Regions from separate parts of the Sus scrofa genome. Here region 2 is linked to region 1. A link is a contact called in public Hi-C data. All regions are on one chromosome and are shown on one strand. Each heading gives the region's core, a stretch centred on a gene start, on an enhancer-like site or on the middle of the called end of the contact. The rest is flanking DNA. Distances are from core to core; before and after follow the strand shown. Region 1 overlaps WWOX (WW domain-containing oxidoreductase). Region 2 overlaps WWOX (WW domain-containing oxidoreductase).

Region 1 (3,423 bases), core at 526-3,025:
AAAAGAGGTCCCCCCAGATGGCACCTTTCAGCACCTGGCTCAGCTGTGCGTGAGCAGGGGGAGAAAGGCCAGGATACACAAGCAGGAAAAATAAGCTCGTTTTTTTCAAAGCCAAGTACCCGTGGCGAGAAGCCCTGGAAACTCAGGCTTTGGAAGGGGGTGGCGGAGGGACTGGGGGAGGGAGGATGGCCAGCTCAGCCAAAGCTGGCTAAAAAATCTGACTGCGATCCATCAATCACTAACAGGAACTGATCGAGTGCCATGAAGGCTGACTTCTTCCAGGAAAGAGCCTGGGGGAAAGGACTTTGGCTTTGACAAAGAGACGCAGGTTCAAGTCCAGACTCCACCCTGACCTGGCTCCATCTCCTAAGGTAAGTTCTTTGTCCTCTCAGGCCCTTAGTTTCTTCCTCAAGAAATTCCAAATGGCAAGCATTGTTGGCCCCCTTGGAACAAACGGTTATGTGCCAGGGGGGCAGGGGCAGGCAAGGCGCCAGGGAGGCTGGGGCTGGGGTGGATCGGATCAGGGCAGGCTGTGAGCATGAGGTGGAAGGCGGGGGCTGTTAAAGCTTTGGGAAAAATGTGAGTTTTGTTCTCTGCTCAATGGATGACTTTAGTCAAGGCACCACATAGGTTTTTGGGTCAAGAAGCCCATTTTACTTTTTATCTCTTTAGGAATTCCTGTTTTCCACTTTGCATTCAGCTATGGGAAATGCAGTGTACCCCAACCTGGTCCTTCTTGTCACCTCTGCACACAGGGCACCTGCAGCTACTCAAGCAAGTAAATAAAAACCCCAAAGCATGTGCAGCTTCTCAGACACACCCTGCCATTTTGAGCCTAGGAGCTTTATAAGTTCTGTTTCCTTCCTCCTCTAACAAACTCCTACTCAGCCCTCCAAACCCAGCTGAAGTAGCACCTTCTCAGCTGTGCCGAATACCCCTGCACAGTGTTCTGATAGGGCACACTGCTTTCTTGCACCCCAAGTCCCATCACACTGCCTTAAAAAATCTACTACTATCCTAATTTCTTCTCTAAACGATGCTTCTTGAGGGTGGCTGAGTCTCAGTCACCTCGTAACCCCTGTGTGTAGTGCTGGGCATGATGGCGGGAAGAACCTGCTACTGAAAGGAGAGATGAATGGTGGAAAGCACTTCTTCTCTAGGAGAGAATGGGACTGCTGGCCTCAGAGGGACCAAGAGGGCCATCATTCCCCTCTCAACCCATGTCTGTCACCTCACACGCAGTGGGTGGCTCCCCTCTGCCAGCCTTCTCCACGTCCTGGCAGCGGACAGGAATCGGGGCTGACCTGCCAGGCTGCGTAGCCAGGAAGCTGTTCAGACTGCGGGGCAGCATCTCCCCCTCGGAGGAGAGCGGTGGGCGTTTTCGGAGTTGAGGGGGTGGCTGGACCCGTTCCCGGGCTGTCCCTGTACTGCTGTGGGCTGAGTGTGCTGGGTGGGGAGGGGGGTGTCATGCTTTGCAGCGTGTTGACCCCTCTGTCCTCCCAGAAGCCAGGGCCCTCTCCCGCCTCCCTCTGGAAGCCCAGGAAGTGACCGTGGCCTGACCGGACGCCCCTGCCGGGCTCTCACCATGAACCCCGACGGCCATGGCAGCGGCTGCTCGGGGGACTGTTTCAAACGATTCCCTGCAAACTTTCGCAAGATACAAAAGAGGCTGGAAACTCACAGGATAAACCAAAGTGGAAACAAAACTGTGTCGCCGAGGCCCATGGGAACTGAAACCACAGGGCAGAGTGCTCTGAGCTCTCCGGACACAAACAGCTAAGCCCCCGCATGAGTCACTGGTGTGGCCACAAGGCTGCTCGAGAGGGAAGGCCTGACTGGACAGAAGCCGACGCCGTGCCCTGGGGACCCTCTGTGCGTTCTGCTCCCTGGAGATTTCATTTCACGTGCGTTGCAGCAAAGAGAACACTCGCAGGACATGGAGGACACCCCTCAGGCTCTGGTCACCGACGATACAAACACCCGATGGGGTTTCATCATAACCCAGCCTAGGAACTACCTGTTTTCTCCAAATCTCGTGAGGACACAGAACCCAGGGTGCTCAAGCAACTCAGACCACCCTGAGCTGGAATTTGCATTCTTTCCTTCTGCCGCATTCTCCAGCTGTCGGTCCCACCGGAAGCCCAGGCTGGTTCCGTGGGCGGGAGGGTTTCCTGCTCTCTCCGTCTCCACACTGCTTTGATCATGCGCCACGAGCAGTGCAGTGAAAACTGGAGCATCCCCTCCCAACAGCTGTAGCCGTCTTTATCTACAAATGAGGTACATACCCCTAGAGGTGATATTAGGAAACACTGCAAGAAATGGAATTGAAATGGGATGAGCTCAAAGACAGACAGAAGCTGCAATGCTTGCTTCCTGTACCCTGGTGCAGGGTCAAGGGTAGCCAGATTAAAAAACACAGGATGCCCAGCTAAGTGTGTGACACAGTTTGGCTAAAATAAAATAAAATAAAACAAAATGATTGTTTCTCTGAAATTCAAAGCTAAATAAGCATCCTGTATTTTTATGTGCAAAATCTGGCAACCCTAAGGGGTCGGCAATTCTATTTTAAAAAGGCCACAGGAAATAGTCTAGGCTTTGTGGGACCACGACTCAACTGTTGTAATGTGAATGCAGCCCGCAGCATTCCTACACAAAGAGTGTGGCTGTGTTTCAATAAAACTTTATTGATAAAAACCAGACTCCTCGGTGGTGGACTGCAGTTGGTGGACCCCTGCCCGAGGGGACCACCATGGGTGCGTGACACTTAGGAGAGCCCTGGTCTGCGAAAGAGAAGAGCCTGGATTTGCATCATTCTCCAGTGACAAATAAACCTTTGTCCTGTTTGCTCTGGGGGCTGAGGTGGGGGCTGGTGAGCTGGTAGAGGATGGGAATGAAGACCCCCGAGTAACAGAGGAGGCTAAAGGACTAAACATGCATGCACACGCACACACACACACAAACACACACTCGTGCACACACTTAAAAACTGCTGCAGCCACGATACCAACTCTGGTGGTCCTGCATTCAGTGCATCAAATTAAATGCTTCCCCTGCCCCAATTACTAGCAATTCAATCAGTCAACTGGCAGCCATAACAACACATTAACTTGTTTGCCAAATCAATCCCACCAAGTCCCTCCATCCCAGCACAGAGGCATTAAGTGGTACCCCCACACCCCTGAACACAGGCTTAGGAAGCCCCCTCTGCACCTCGATCTCGGAATCCCCATCCGCAACCGTGGCCTTCTAGTCACCAGTGAGCCCGGGAAACTGAAGTCCTGGGGTGGTTTTCCCTCCCTCTGCAGCCAGCTGGGCTGCAAAGGTCCCAGCTCACAGCTCTGCCAACCACCGTTACAGGTCCTGGCTTCACACATCATGTGAGCCTTTGCTCAGTACCAGATGAAGCTGCGTGACTCAACTTTC
Region 2 (3,423 bases), core at 550-3,049, 200 kb after region 1:
GTGGACTTAAAAGATCTTTCGACTTGAAGTTCTGAAGTGTGGGGGCTGCCTCGTGTGAAGGTTCCAAATGGCATCTATTGTGCTTTGGGGACTCGGAAACACTCAAGAATAAAAGTCCTTCGTGGCGGGAATGGATTGAAATATACCATGTGTCTCTTTTGAGGCATGAAAACATACACATAACCAGATACAAAAACACACACATTTATACATTCTTCTGGGGGCCCCGTAACTCTTCCCAGTTATTCTTCATGTTGATTCATGTCTGTTTGGTTTCTAAACTGTTCAGTTTAAGACCTCGAATTGAGATGGTCTAGAAAGTAAAAAATCCAGCTGTGCTTGCTGCAGAGGCCCCCAGCGTGAACACACAGGCTCGGACGTGGAGGGGGTGTTTCAGGGAGTGGGGGACCCCGCCAGCCCCAGGCAAGCCTCACTCCTGCCACGTGGAAACTAGAATTGATTCTTCAATTCTCCCCGACTCCCAGAGATGTTCTGTGCAGGAGCTGAGTCCTGGTTCATACATTCTGGGTGCAGGAGGAAGAAGAGAGAGAGAGAGAGCATTGCTGAAATACTGCCACTCCGATCCCCACTCCTGGGACCAGGCAGGCTTTTGAACATTTACAAAACAATGAATCAGCACACATCTTCCAGGCCAGATGAGCCTGGGGAGAAAAGTGTGAAGAGGAACTGGGAGAAATACTTGAAATTGTGGACAGAGACACTTTAAAAAGCCAAAATGGAGAAATGCATTCCATCCAAGAGAACCACCATCTTGCTGAAAATTACTGGCTCGTAAGATAATTTACTTTACATTGGTTAATCTTAGAGAGTACGTTTTTCCTAGGATTTTCCTAAAGGAAGACAATCTCCTTGAGTTCCCTGTTTTTAAACTTGTCCCCTCCCTTTTGGGGATATTTGACTCTCTAGACTCTCCAGAGAGCCGTTTCCTCATACATCCTAGAGAATATACGATTTCATTTTTCCACACATGCATTTCTATACACCTGGAATTTCAGTTATTTATTAACCATGCCTAGTTTTGTGGTTTCTAGCTTTATATCTTTAAAGTCATTAAAACTTAATAGGAGAATTAATCATAAAAGAAATCTATCAAACACAGTTGCCAAGCACTTTTTTTCCCCCCGCTGACTGACATCTTTAAAATGTATTTGAATGTTATTTATTTCATCACACCCAGGGAATAAAAAAAAAATAACTTGCAGCTTCCAAGTTCAGAGAAAGCATAAAAATGTGATTTACTACTTATTGTACAGTTAGGCACATGCATATTATATACTGCATGTTAATCTTCGACTGGCTAAGTTTAGCAAATTTGACAACACTACCGTTTGCTAGTAAGGAAAAAGAATCGACATCTGTTCTCTCCCAGATATGGCTCCTTCTTGGAAGGAATCAGAAATATGCCCAGGCCTTCTATTTCCTGGGTAAACTGATAGAATGTGGGCTGTTTAAATGGACAGTCAAACCACAATGCCCCCTGGTGGTGAAATAGTGCATACACATGTGTTAGCGTCTGCACAGGGAATATTTTCGAGAGAAACTTAATTTTTTAATAATGTGGAAATTTTCTGGTAGCTTTCAAATTGCAAATGCAAAAATCGTGGAGCACTGATAGCCCTTTAAGTGGAAAATAAATATTCACTATACTGGTAGTGAAATTAGAGGCATATTTAGTTTCTCCTAAATCACCTAGATCAAAGTTGCTTTGTTTCGATTTTTACAAAAAGGGATGATGTTTTAATCCACACTGAAGACTTGGAGTATCGGGAAAAATCAGAATTAGAGCACAGGTAGTTTTTCAACTCAATTTACAAAAGTGAAGCTGTCAGCAGATACTTCCGGGTAGACCTATGGGTCTGTTAGCTTATTGTCACTCCAGTTAAAATGGAGTGAGAGCAGATTCCAGATTTTGCCAGCGGATGGAAGACTCCATCTTCCCATCATGCTCTCAGCATGCACCTCTGATAAGCAGCTTAAAGGGAACTTCCTCGGGTCAGACATAAATAGTGATTCTCAGGTTCCCTTAATCCAGACACACATTGCTTCTGAGTGAGGCCTCATAAATCTCAAAACCAGTCAGCGACACAGGCAAGACGACACTGTTAGAAGGTGCAAATACATTCAATAGCCACGGCGTGGACTCATTCATCACACAAACAATACTGATGTCTTGTAGGGATCCAGGGACATGGCACCACCTCTCTCGCAAAGTGCGTGATCTCTAGAAGCAGGAGGCCTAGGAGAGGAGCTGTGAGTGCTTTCCTTCTTCTCAAGAGCTGAGCCACTCACAGTCCGAGGACAACCAGCAGGCGCACAGGGTCCCCCAGGTCTCCTGGCCCCTGACCCAGAGCTGTCCACTTTGGAATAATGACTTATCTCTGATGCCAAACATTTTAAGACACTTCCCTAATGGCTGAGGCGATACTGCTTAGGACATGCTGTAAAAAAACAGTGCAATGGAAAGATAATCCACTCTAAGACATGTACACAGATTCTCAGAGCAGCATGATTCCTAACAGCCAGAAACTGCAAACAGTTCAGATGCTCGTCAGGTGATGAATGGATGCACTGAATGTGGTACACCCACACGAAGGAATATTATGAAGTCATAAAAAGAAACAAAGTACGGGAATTCTTCTATGGTACAGCGGGTTGAGGATCTGGTGTTGTCACGGCAGAGGCTTGGGTCGATGCTACAGCACAAGTTCAATCCCTGGCCTGGGCTCTTCCACGGGCAGAGCCAAAAAAGAAAAGAAAAGAGAAAAAGAGAAAACCGCAAAGCACTGATATATGTTACAACCGGGATGAGCCTTGATAACATTCTGCTAAGTGAAAGAAGCCGGATACAAAAGACCACATGTTGCACCATCGGTTTATAGGGAATGTCCAGAACCAGCAAATCCACTAATAGAGAAAGCAGGCCAGTGGTTGCCCAGGGCTGGGAGAAGGGGTAACTGAGGTGAGGGCCAAGGAGTGTGGACCTGCTGGGGCTAATAAACATATTCTAAAACTGATGGCAGTGATACACGCACAACTCTGTAAATACACCAAAAAACACTGAATTGTACATTTTAAATGAATGAATTATATGGTGAGTGCATTATGTGTGGATGAAGCTGCTTCTGTCTGTTTTGTTTTTTTTTAAAAAAAAAAAAAAAGGCTGCTGAGGGCAGGCACACCCTGTAAAGGTCCAGAGACCTGAGAAGTGACCAGGAGAAGGAAGACAAGGAAACAGTAAACGCCCCCAGAGAAGCGATGCCCGCCAAGCCTGGCTCAGGCTGGAAGTCCACTCTCCCTTTTGTCCAAGGGGATGCGGCCCAGCTCCAACACCCCCAGAAACCTTCTACCCAAAACTCGAGGAAGAAGTCTCTCTCCATCCAGATCACGAAATCTAAAGATGGG

Evidence for each region. A called contact is a pair of places that touch in the nucleus more often than the background predicts.
Region 2: a contact with region 1 is called in a Hi-C map of omental adipose tissue, with 1.8 times the contacts expected there. The contact joins two enhancer-like sites. A contact is called at or near these places in 6 of 47 Hi-C or Micro-C datasets (brain, epiblast stem cells, liver and 2 more) and 1 of 2 datasets of contacts at active chromatin or transcription factors (skeletal muscle).

What each region holds. Positions count from the first base shown.
Region 1 is chr6:9,326,121-9,329,543 of Sscrofa11.1, forward strand. All of the region lies in intron 8 of WWOX (WW domain-containing oxidoreductase), which reads right to left. Among named protein-coding and RNA genes, the nearest start is that of WWOX, 540 kb to the right of the region's middle. Within about 2 kb of position 1,776, at least 27 of the 83 cell types and tissues checked have an H3K27ac peak or open chromatin away from gene starts, as enhancers often do. A contact at or near this core is called in omental adipose tissue, where this site is marked.
Region 2 is chr6:9,523,427-9,526,849 of Sscrofa11.1, forward strand. All of the region lies in intron 8 of WWOX (WW domain-containing oxidoreductase), which reads right to left. Among named protein-coding and RNA genes, the nearest start is that of WWOX, 350 kb to the right of the region's middle. Within about 2 kb of position 1,800, at least 4 of the 83 cell types and tissues checked have an H3K27ac peak or open chromatin away from gene starts, as enhancers often do. A contact at or near this core is called in omental adipose tissue, where this site is marked.